Linked DNA regions of Mus musculus: region 1 is linked to region 2. Evidence: chromatin contacts called from public promoter capture Hi-C data. All regions are on one chromosome and are shown on one strand. Each heading gives the region's core, a stretch centred on a gene start, on an enhancer-like site or on the middle of the called end of the contact. The rest is flanking DNA. Distances are from core to core; before and after follow the strand shown.

What was found. Promoter capture Hi-C pulls out the DNA fragments that hold promoters and counts their contacts.
Region 1: a contact with region 2 is called in a promoter capture Hi-C map of embryonic stem cells, with 4 times the contacts expected there. The contact joins the enhancer-like site here to the promoter of Nrros in region 2. A contact is called at or near these places in 8 of 39 promoter capture datasets (cranial neural crest, embryonic stem cells, hippocampal neurons and 5 more), 1 of 484 Hi-C or Micro-C datasets (liver), 1 of 115 datasets of contacts at active chromatin or transcription factors (pancreatic cancer cells) and 1 of 9 other capture datasets (embryonic stem cells).

The regions. Positions count from the first base shown.
Region 1 is chr16:32,686,200-32,692,289 of GRCm38.p6, forward strand. No RefSeq gene overlaps it. Among named protein-coding and RNA genes, the nearest start is that of Gm34766, 9.4 kb to the right of the region's middle. Within about 2 kb of position 3,817, at least 38 of the 459 cell types and tissues checked have an H3K27ac peak or open chromatin away from gene starts, as enhancers often do. A contact at or near this core is called in embryonic stem cells, liver and pancreatic cancer cells, where this site is marked.
Region 2 is chr16:32,160,942-32,167,170 of GRCm38.p6, forward strand. It overlaps Nrros (negative regulator of reactive oxygen species), which reads right to left and starts at 4,653. Exons shown (of 3, transcript NM_001347181.1): 1 at 4,439-4,653.

The DNA of each region.
Region 1 (6,090 bases), core at 2,567-5,066, 520 kb after region 2:
TGGGGGATGGAGCCTTCAGAGCCCACCATGCTGCAGTTAAAGGGACTGGTGGACTGTGCCCAGGGGCCGTGTCCTGCTGAGTTCTGGAATAGCCAGCTGCAGATTTCAGGCAGATGTTGTCCCAGGCTGACTGTTCTTCACCCTCTGGAGACAGGAAATGGCGGCAAGTGGGCAGTGCAGCAAGTGGACTGACTGCTCCTCCAGAAGTCCTGAGTTCAAGTCCCAGCAACCACATGGTGGCTCACAATCACCTATAATGTGATCCAATGCCCTCTTCTGGTGTGTTTGAAGAGAGCAACGGGTTACCCATATACATAAAATAAATCTTACAGAAAGGAAAAAAGTGTATGTGTGTGCTGTGTATGTGTGTACATGTCGTGTGTGTATATGTCATGTGTGTGTCTGGGATGTGGTACGTGCATGTATATATGTTTGGTTTGTAGATGTGTGTGTATATGCCTAGGTGTGTGTGTGATAAGTGTGTGGATATGTGAGTGAGTGTGTTTCTGTATGAGTGTATGTGATATGTGAGAGTGTCTGTGTGTATGAGTGTGTATATGTGTGGTGTGTGGCTGTGTGTGTATATATGTATGACTGTGTCTATGTATATGATGGTGTGGCTTGTGTGTGTGTGTGTGTGTGTGTGTGTGTGTGTGTTAGAGGAGGGAGATGTAGAAGCCTTCACATAAATGAGAAAGCTGCCTCAGACCTGGGATCCCAGGCAGCCCCATGTCACACTATGCAATGTGTGTGGTCCTTTGCCATGCAAACCCTAATTATACTATTAATTGCGGTATGATGTCTTAAAGAAGTATAAAAAAGATGGATTCTAGTTAAGATGCCTAGAATCTAAAGTTCAACTCATGGTATAGATCCCTTACCTAGAATGGAGGAAACTTGTTAGTTAAACAAAAATCAAATTTTCAAACTCTAAAAATAGTTGTAGGTCACGTCATGAATGGGGAAATAGGCTGTATGGGGCCTCAAGTCCTTTTTTTTTTTTATTTTATTTTTTCAGATGTTCTTCATCTCAAAACAACAACAACAACAACAACAAGCCATTTAGTCTGGGACGGGAGCTGCTGCTGCAGTAATTAAAGAATTTATACTGGTCTTACTGAGGATCTGAGTTAGGTTCCCAATACCACATACAGTGACTTAGAACTGCTGTGACTCCATCTCCAGTGGCTCCAAAACCCTCTTCTGGTCTCCACAGGCACTGCATGCCACGTGTGCACGCCCACACACAGACAGGCATCATTTAAAACAATAAGGGGGCGTGGTGGCAATCTTCAATCTCAGTAATCGAGAGGTAGAGGCAGGTGAGTTTGAGCCCAGCCTAGTCTACAGCTTAAGGTCCAGGCCAGTTCAGGCTACATAGTGAGACTCTTAATAAACAAAACCTTTAAAAGAAGGAGAAGACAGCAGCATTTAAAAAAAAAAAAAGCCAGGCGTGGTGGCACATGCCTTTAATCCCAGCACTTGGGAGGCAGAGGCAGGCGGATTTCTGAGTTCGAGGCCAGCCTGGTCTCCAGAGTGAGTTCCAGGACAGCCAGGGCTATACAGAGAAACCCTGTCTCGAAAAAAACTTAAAAAAAAAAAAAAAAAAAAAAAAAAAAAAGAGCACTGGCTGCTCTTCCAGAGGACACGGGATCAATTCTAAGTTATTGCATGGCAATTCAACCATCTATAACTCCACTTCTAGGGCATCTGATTCTCTTCTGGCCTCTGCAGGTGTGAGGGAGACAGACACACGGTGCAAAGACCAAGGATGCAGGTCAAGTCCACGCACATAAGATAATAGAGTAAGTGTCGTCTGGCCTGCTGATCTTTTGGAAGGAAAGAGTGGCTTTACCTGGAGAGCATGGCTCTGGGCACTAGAGCTCAGTAAGGCAGAGAGGACATTCTGCCGAGTGACAGGCCACCCACTAAACGAATCCTGCCGGTTCTGACAAATCAGGAGCTTAGCATCAAGCATCAGCCACTCTGCCCCAATCTCCACCCTAATGCTCTCAGTTTGCCTTAACAAACCAACAAGGCCGCTTTTGGCAACAACAGTTTGTTGTTGTTGTTTTGTTTGTGTGTTTGTTTTGTTACACTCAGAGATATCTTATAGATCATTTTTTTTAACTTTAAAGATCCATTCATTCATCATATGTGAGTGCACTGTAGCTGTCTTCAGACACACCAGAAAAGGGCGTCAGATCTCATTATGGATGGTTGTGAGCCACCATGTGGTTGCTGGGAATTGAACTCAGGACCTTTGGAAGAACAGTCAGTGCTCTTAACTGCTGAGCCATCTCTCCAGCCCTATAGATCATTTTTTAACTCTATTTAAGAAAACTTAAAAAAAAACAAAAAACAAACAAACAAACAAACAAAACACTGTTGCGTGAGTTGCCAGCATGTAAGAATCTGTTGTAAAGAGTGTATTTCAGAAGGCTTTTGTAGGAGCAGGACACTGCGGTTGTTTGTGTGTGTGTGTGTGTGTGTGTGTGTGTGTGTGTGTGTGAGAGAGAGAGAGAGAGAGAGAGAGAGAGAGAGAGAGAGAGAGAGAGAGAGAGAGAGAATGAATCAGGAATGCAATGCACTGTTTTGGCTGTGTTTCCTACACCCCAGGTCTTCCTGTTGGTTTTTGCCTGGTCAACCTGCTAGCTCTTGCAATGTTACTGTGTGTAGCAGAAGCCGATTCGGGTTTACCCAGCCTGGGGAATAAACTCAGGGTTTGTTGGGCAATCTGTCAGCCCTGTTGACAGAACACAAGCTGAATAGACAGTCTGTGCCCCTGGGAGTGACATCATTGTGGCAAAATGGCAAATGCTCTGTGTCATTGTGTACCCAGGGAGGTGGTTCCCCAGAAAGCGACTCTGCTGACTTGGTAGATAATAAAATTACCAGGAAAGTGACATGGGGTGACCGTGTTTCAGTGGTTAGCTGTTAGCTCACAGAATGGACTGGCTTGCTCCTGACCCATTCTCTTTTTGTTGGGGTTTGGGGGAGAGAGGTTGAAGGTTTGAAGGTGCTTCTCATATCCTGGTGAATAACAAGCCTGCTGGGTTCCTTTTGGTCTGTAGATGGGGGTGGAGGAGGACACTCTCTTTAAGCTGGATTGATCCACTTAACAATAGTGTGGCCAAAGGGAAAGAAGAATCTAGCATGCCCCCCCCCTTGCACTTTGGAGGCAAAAGGTGTTTTTAATTTGAAGCAATTTAGTTTTTATGGAACTTTGAACTTGGAGAATGGCTCCCCTGGCTTCTGGATGCAGGAGTTCTCAATGGCGGTCCCGCAGCTGCCAGCCGCCGCCAGGTAAAATGCTAAGATGAGAAACTAAACTGTGCGGTTTTTCCTTAAATTTATTCCGTTTCTCAAACATGTATGAGACAGATGTAAGTAGTGGAGGTAGTAGATAGTACCTTTGCTCCCAGGGCCTTATATTTGGATACTCTGTATCAAGGATTGCTTGAAACTGATCTGCAGAACCTGAGCAATTGCACGTTTGTGTCGACAGCGCCACCTACCGGTAAGATGAGACACTACCCATTTGAGTTAAATTTGAGAGTGTAGGGGGCTAAGGTTGTATGAAGTCGTTTCCCAGCAAATCATTTAAGAGTCTAAACCCTGCTGGTAGGGACTCAGCCCAGGTAAACTTGGGAAGGAATATGTTCGCCTACCATCTGGTACAAAACGGGGATCAGCTAGGGTCTAATGCAAAGAGAAAGGACATTAGAACCCTGTTTCTATGGACAGTTATGGAGGCTCTGAAGGAGGCCAACCAGAGCCAGGGAGAGAAACCAGTGCTCCAGGAGTTAAGTGCTAGGATATTAAAGGCTCAGGCAGAGCACGCAGCGACTCCACCGGAAGTCCCGGCACTACTCCCTTGTGCTGTGTTGACCTTCCTTCTATTTGTCTTCTTTGGTTTTTGTTTGTTAAAGTTTGTTTGTTTGTTTATTATATGTAAGTACACTGTAGCTGTCTTCAGACACCCCAGAAGAGGGCATCAGATCCCATTACGGATGGTTTTAAGCCACCATGTGGTTGCTGGGATTTGAACTCAGAACCTCTGGAAGAGCAGTCAGGGCTGTTTTGTTTTGTTTTGTTTTGTTTTTGTTTTTGTTTTTTCGAGACAGGGTTTCTCTGTACAGCCCTGGCTGTCCTGGAACTCACTCTGTAGACCAGGCTGGCCTTGAACTCAGAAATCCGCCTGCCTCTGCCTCTGAGTGCTGGGATTAAAGGCGTGCACCACCACGCCTGGCTACTCTTTGTTGTTTTTTATGACTGCTGTAATGCCCATTGTAGAATTGGGACAGTCAGCAGAGCGCATTAGAAAAGTTAATTAGTCAGAAAAATACGTGAAACTTGATATATTAGTTTTATCTGTGCAGACATGTATGTATTAATCTTATAAAAATAAGTACATCTGGTGAATGTTAAATTATAAACTGCTTCTTATTTTTTTAAGATTTATTTATTTTTATTTTATATGCATGAGTGTTTGCCTGTATGTCTGTGCATGTATGTATGTATGTATGTATGTATGTATGTATGTATGTATGTATGATTTCCTGTGTGTATGCGTATGTGTCTGAGACGAGAAGAGCGCGTCAGCTCCCCTGGAACCGGATTCCAGGAAACTGTGAGCAACCACAGGTAAGTTCTGGGAACAGAACATGGTTCCTCTGCAAGAGTAGCAGACTCTCTCATCTACTGATCCAATATCTCCAGCACTGTAAACTACTTTTAAATTGTTCACGTTTTATGCTACTGACTTTTCATCTTGAACATCCTTGAAACACTACATACTTTGCCTTCTGTGGATAAACTCTTGTTGTGTAAGACATTATTTTGTTAACATTTCTCTTGCACACGCTCAACTGGCCAGGAAGAATGACGCTGCAACAGGATCCTTCTGCACACGTTTACTGGGAGAGCATTGATTGCATAGGCGAAAGAAGAACAACCCCAAACAAGGAAAATGATGCTGCTTATATACCCCTCCATGTGACATGTCAGCTCCTGATTAGCTGCTCACTCATTACCCCACTACTACGCCCCGGGATGGGCAGTAACTTCGCACGAATTTACTCTTGCACCTGCGCACATTACTTGTTTACCAGTTAGGCACAGCGGAGGCTTGTGATGGCAATTGCTCACGGCTCTCCACGCATTTCTATGTTTTTTTTTGTTTTGTTTTGTTTTTGTTTTTTTTGAGACAGGGTTTCTCTGTGTAGCCCTGGCTGTCCTGGAACTCACTTTGTAGACCAGGCTGGCCTCGAACTCAGAAATCCACCTGCCTCTGCCTCCCAAGTGCTGGGATTAAAGGCGTGCGCCACCACCGCCGGGCTCATTTCTACGTTTTTAATGAATTATTTTGACGTGTTTATGAATGTATTTTCAGGAAAGTAGATCTCTTTTTCTCGAGTCTGTATGTTTCTAAAGGAAAGAACTGAGATTCTTAAGGTATTTTTAAAGATCCCGGGGAACGTGAGAGGGGGTGGGGCCTCACAGGATGGTGGCTGTAGACTGGCAGAGCTCAGCTCTCAAGGCTGCACAGCCTTTCCTCTGGTCTCCCGGTGAGGAGACGCCCTTGCTTCAGCTGTCTTTTCTGGAGCTGTTTTGAAGATGTCTCACTTTTCTACAGCCACCACCAGGATGGCCCTGGGGAATGTGTGGCTTTCCACTGATTGGCCCTTCTCTGGCATCTGAGGGAGGGAAAGAGCCACCTGTTGTGAGGAACTGGGGAAACCCCTCCAGGGCTTTGGAGGGACCCCCACACATGGGCTAGATGCATCAGTTTGTTTACCCCTATCCTAGAAAAAATGATCATGTGAGGGCTGCAGAGATGGCTCAGTGGTTAAGAGCACTGACTGCTCTTCCAGAGGACCTGAGTTCAATTCCCAGCACCCACATGGTGGCTCACAGCCATCTATAATGGGATCTGTAATGGGATCCAATGTCTTCTTCTGGTGTGTCTGGAGACAGCTACAGTGTACTCATATATGTAAAATAAATAAATCTTGATGGGCGTGGTGGCGCACGCCTTTAATCCCAGCACTTGGGTGGCAGAGGCAGGTGGATTTCTGAGTTCGAGGC
Region 2 (6,229 bases), core at 3,403-5,902:
TGAAAATACCGACTCTCCAACTCAGTTTCTTTTAGAAGGCACAAAGGATCACCACCTAACAGGGACTCCTAACAAGTGCACAGTTTAGTAGAAATGCTGGCGTCCCTGTGGGACCGGAGGCATACAAAACTGTGGCTGAGTGCCTGTGACTGGAGGCATACAGAAGTGTGGCTGAGTGCTCGGAGAATGGAGAGTTTCCGTTCAAACTCTAGTCTCTGAGTTCCGCATCAACTCCACCTCAACACCCCAAAGCCCAAGCCACCCTGGAACGCATGTGGTCCCCAGCTGAATCACACATTTCACAAGCTGGTTCCTCAGCAGGAAAGACCCTTTCTGGGGTCTTCTTTTACCAAATTCCTATTTATCCTTCGAGGAGTTCCCTCCTTTTTATAGCCTAACAGTTCAGCTGAAGGATAACCTATGATAACACATTGCAGGGTTTTTTATTATTTTAATTTTATGTTGATGAGAAGCAATTTGAGTAGTTATTAATTATTAGCAACTTAACTTTCCTCCAGCATTTCATATAAAGAAAAAACTTGGGGCTAGAGAAATGGCTGAGTTGGTTAAGAGCACTGACTGCTCTTCCAGAGGTCCTGAGTTCAAATCCCAGCAACCACATGGTGGCTCACAGCCATCTGTAATAGGATCTGATGCCTCTTCTGGGGTGTCTGAAGACAGCTACAGTGTACTCATATACATAAAATAATTAAATCTTTAAAGAAAAGAAAAGAAAGCCGGGCGTGGTGGCGCACGCCTTTAATCCCAGCACTTGGGAGGCAGAGGCAGGAGGATTTCTGAGTTCGAGGCCAGCCTGGTCTACAGAGTGAGTTCCAGAACAGCCAGGGCTACACAGAGAAACCCTGTCTGGAAAAACCAAAAGAAAAAAGAAAAGGAAAGAAAAGAAAAGACAAGACAAGACTTTAGCATAGAACAAAATCGAAAAAGTCTGTCATCAGGCACCACTGTATATCCACCACCTACCTACCTTCTGCTTATAACATTTTACTATACTTATTTTTATCATATTTTACTTATCCTTCAATTCATTGTATTATTTATTTATTTATTTATTTATTCACTGATTCATTTTTGGTTTTTCAAGGGTTTCTCTGTAATAGCCCTAACTGTCAAGGAACTCACTCTGTAGACCAGTCTGGCCTCAAACTCATAGATATTCCCCTCCTTCTGCCTCCCAAGTGCTGGGATTGAAAGTGTGCGCTACCACCACTCAACTCATTTGTTATTGTTGTTATTATTATTATTATATAAAAATAGACGTCAAGGAGCACCTACCTCTGGTGGCTCACAACAACATTGCCAGTTCCAGAGGATTCAATGCTTCCAGTCTCCAAAGGCTCCTGCATGTACAATGTAGGCTCACACACAGACACACAAATGAATAAAGAGCAATACAAATAAATCTTAAACAAACAAACACATACCCCAGCACAAATAGACAGGGTCAGAGAGGTGCCTCACTGGTTAAGAGGGTGTGCTGCTCTTGCAGAGGACTTGGGTTCAGTTCCCAGCACCCACATGGGGCCTCATGACTGCATGTAAATACAGTTCCACAGGATTTGATACTCTCTCCTGAGACTGTGAATTCCTCCATGCATATTGTGTGTGTGCGCTCGCACACACACACACACACACACACACACACACACACACACACACATTCAAATACAGGTAGATTAAATATTTAGGGAAAAAAAAGCCAAATCGCTAGGCATTGTAAAACATCTGTAATCCCAGCATTGAGGAGGCTGAGACAGGAAGATGGTGAGTTTGAGGCCAGCCTGTGCAATTTCATGACCTGTTCTCAAAACAAAACTTTAAAAGGGTGGGAGGCAGAAGAGAACCCTGACCTGGCTGATCAGTGGAAGAGCCTGACCTAGCGTGCCCAAGGTCCTGCATTCAGTCATCAACAGCAAACAAATAAACAAATACCATGGCCACCAGTACAGCTCTTCTAAAATACTTCAGAGTGCATATAAAACAACGGAACTCTTTAAACATTCCTGTAAGTAGGGGCTGGAGAGACGGCTCAGCAGTTAAGAGCACTGGCTACTCTTCCAGAGGACTTGAGTTCAATTCCCAGCAACCACATGGTAGCTCACATCCATTGTTAACTCCAGTCCCAGGGGATCTAATGACATCTTCTGACCTCTGGTCAATCACCTTAGTTAAGTAAACACAAAATTTTGAAAACCTGTCAGACCAACGTTGAGGAGGCTGAGGCTGAGAACAGTCCCCTTGGGGAAGTTTCAAGTGTCTTGGTGGGTGGTTACAAGGACCATTAACTTGCCTGAAGTTGAAAGATGTGGCCCCAGGCCGGGCAGGGAGAGAGCTGATGGCTGAGGGTCAGTGCTCAGTCTTAGCATCCAAGGGAGACAAGGAAAGCCAGGAGATACCAGGGCTACCAGAGATAGACAGGGTTCACTGAGCAGAAGCTGTGTGAAAGAAAGTCAGAGCCTCAAATGCTATCTCCTGCAGAGAAATCCCCTCCAGATTGTTATCTTTCTTAGAGGTAGGGCCAGGCAGCAGCACTCAAGGTGAGCCCACATACAGTGCCTGAGGGTGGTAAATGTGGAGGCTGGGGCTTGAGGAGGGGAGTCCCTGGGGACCTCACAGAACTTTGTGGCCACGCTGAGCGCATCACTGGTCCCAGCCTTGTTCTTTGTACCCACCTCACTGGTGAGAACCAGGGCAAAGTTCTACTTCCTCCTTTGTGCCCTCTGCTGAGGCTAAAGTCACACACTGAAGACACAAAACGTTGGGTCTCAGCCCCTGATTCTGTTTGTCCTGAAAAGTCTGTCTAGCAACTTCATTTCCCCCGCTTCTGATAACAACTGCTTGGTTGCTTTTTTGGGGGGGAAACACACACTCTCCCTCCCTCCCTCCCTCCCTTCATCTGTTTTATCACATAAACTCTATCATTTAGCCATTTTCAGACCTGCAGTTCAGCATTGTTGACTACATTTTACTGTTCGACCAGACCATGCCTCCTTAAGAAGTCCAGGTTTTGTTTCTTTGGGTTTTGTTAGGTATTTTGGTCCGATCCCAATCCTGACTCCAGTCAATAGGGACTACGAAGGAGGCTGGCCCTGTTACAATCTTCTGTGTCACTGGCTTATATTAGACACAGTACAGAAGCTAGTTCCCCAAGAATCTATCCACGGACAGTTCTATCACTAAGGAGAAAGGGTTTGCCTCCTGCTTCACAAGTCAGGCCAGTGGAGATTGGCTTAGAAGCTAATGAGCTCCAGGACAGCCTGGTGGAGTGTGTACCATTGTCCAGAGTTCTCTCGAAGGACCAGTCAAATGAAGGCACCTTCTCTTGTGAGGCTGTTTGGTTTTGATTTTAACCTAAGTGTTGAGGTTTTTTGTTTTGTTTTGTTTTTTGTTTTTCTGGGCCCATGAGTCTATAACCCCCTCTAGGAACTCTGGGGCTCACATATAAAGCTCATAGGGGGTGTCCCCAGGCCTCAAACACCGTGAAAACTGTCCGTACCTCACGGTCAGTAGCAGAGAGAGACACTGGAAAGCCTTCCTTAGTCTGCTCCGATCCTAGTTACAGTGGGGCACGTGGTCATCGCCGCAGCGCAATGGTGAGCTAGCAACTGCAGGGAGAGCAGTGCTTTTCCCTGCCCAGCTCCTGAGTGCGAGCGAGCCTGTGGGTAGGTCCATGGATGTGTGTCTGTGCCTGCAGAGGCCGAGAGGACCACAGCAGAGCACTGAGCAGGAGTCAGGAGAGCCTGGCTCTAATCTCTCTCTCTGACACTTGGGTAGCTGTGGACCAAATAATACCCCAGCACAAGTTACCCAGGACAAAGGCTCTAGGAGAAGGGCTTTTGCTGTCTTCTGGATGTACACACACAGCTGACCCTGGGAAGATCCCGGTTAAGTAAGTGCGACTGTGGATGGATTTCCGTGTCTTTGCCTGTGTAATGGTGGGTCTCAATTTATGTTGATGGGCAAAGGAGTCGATGCAAACACCCGTATGCTGAGTGTTCACAGCGTCCTCTCATGACGTCCGGTCACTCAGACTAGGCAAGGAGCACTGACCACTGTGTAGATGAGGAAAAAAAAGGAGGCTCCGAAAAGTTCCCTAACCTGTTCACACTCTCCCTGAAAGAGCCAGGAATCAAACCATAGCTGGTTGTAAAGCCCTACGTGCCTCTCCCACATCACACACCTCCTCTCTCAGCTGTAAGAGTTCCTGAGACTTCCACCTACACCAAAGGTGTAGCCCCCCCCCCAAATCCAGCCCAGAGGCGGAGAGACTGGATACCACAACTTCACAATGAGCCTGAGCGCGGCGTGCGTGGGGTGGGGGAGCTGATGCCTAACCTCCCACCACCCAACCCGGTCCCAGCTCGCCCACCTCTTGTAGCCCGGCAATGCTCAACGAACCCACGCAAGAAATACTCACTGCTCCCGCAGGCCCAGGCGGCTCCGCGGGGCGCATCGTCTCCAGGGCCCCAGCCTCCTGGACAGCACTTGCCGCTGCTGCGCTGCCTACTCGCTCTGGGGCATCAGATTATTTTAGCACTTGCGGAAGGAACCAACGGAAACTGAAGTCACATGGAGAGCTCGCCTCTCAGCGACTCAGCACTCAGCCCGCGTCTTAGAAGGAACTGCCACCGCGGGGGGTGGGGTGGGGGTGGGGTTGGACGAGGATGCAGGTAGCACATGGCCCCTCACCAGCAGGGCTGTCACTCTACAGGTGCAGCCTGCCAAGCTCTGTTAGGTCGTCGCTAAGCATGCTCTTGTGGCTCCTGCTTTGATGGCACATGGGAACTAGGAGTCCTGGCTTGTGGTCTGCTGTTCCAGGAACTCTTCTACAGGCTTCTATCCAAGGGCCAGCTTGGGGCAGAATTCAGTGAAGGGCAACACAAATTTGTTTAATTGGAAAGGGGGACGAGTCCGCCATTTAGAAGGGTCATCCATCCAGTCGTCTGTTTTCATCTACTCAGTCAGTCCTTAACTAATCATCTTTTCTGGGCACCGTACTTCTTAAAAATTAAGAAAATAAATAAAGGGAAAAGGAAGTCGGCAATGGCAGCACGCACCTGTGATCCCAACCCTGGAGAGGTTGAAGCAGGAGGATCAGAGTACAAGGTCATCCCAGCCCAAAGAGCAGGTTTGGGGTTGCCCTGGGATTCGTGTGACCTGTCACACACACACAAAATAAACAAGAAGGACAAATGGAAGAAAAAGAAAGGTTTTTGTCTACTGGTTTTTAACTGACCCCGCGTTGCAGATAGTACCATAAACTTCTTGGCTCTATTGAGTACGGGTGTTCAACAGCGTTGTTTTGATAATGCTGTGTAGAAAGTTCACTGTCAACTGTGGCAGCATGCCTAGCTAGCGTCTGCACGGATCCAGACCTGACCTAGTCCCAGCTCTAAGATGGAGAAAAAGACATGAGCTCCCAGCCCCAACCATCCACAAAGGAAAAATCATCTCTCAAGGGAGTCTCACTGAGTATACAAACCACACCAAAGGGCGGCTCCATGCCCTGCAGCAGGAAGCAACGGGGATGAGGGCTGGGGGGGGGGGGTTCGTTCAAAAAACTATGTAAATTAATTATACAGCCTTTAAATTTTTTTTGAGATTAAAATATAATTTCTCCCTCCCCCTTCTCCCTCTAACATTCCTATATATCCCACCCTGTTCTCTTCCAAATTCATGGCCTCTTCCACTTTAACTGTTTTACATATATATGTAAACACACACACACACACATTTATTCACTTGTAAAGGTAACAATGATGGCACCATTGAAGAAGAAAACAAGTGTAGAGAAAATTGTGTCACACTAAGGTTTCTGACTCAAACTTTTTCCTTTGTGTCTACCAGTGTGTGGCTAACTCTTATCTCTAGCACCAAGCTTCTTTTCCAAGAAAGGGCTTGTATTCATATTTAAAACATTTATTTATTTATTTATTTATTTATTTATTTGAGACAGGCTCTTTCTACATAGCCTTGGCTGTTTGGGAATTCAGTATATAGATGAGGCTGGCCTCAAATTCATAAAGATCCACCTGCCTCTAACTCCTGAGAGTTAAAGGTGTGTGCCACCACACCCGGCTATATTTTATTTTTATTTTACAGGTATGAACTTCCAGTCTCAGCCTCCCAAATGCTGGGGTTACAGGTGTATGTCACATTAGGAATGTTCTTTTTTCTTTTTTTTTTAATATACTTTTATTTTTATAAG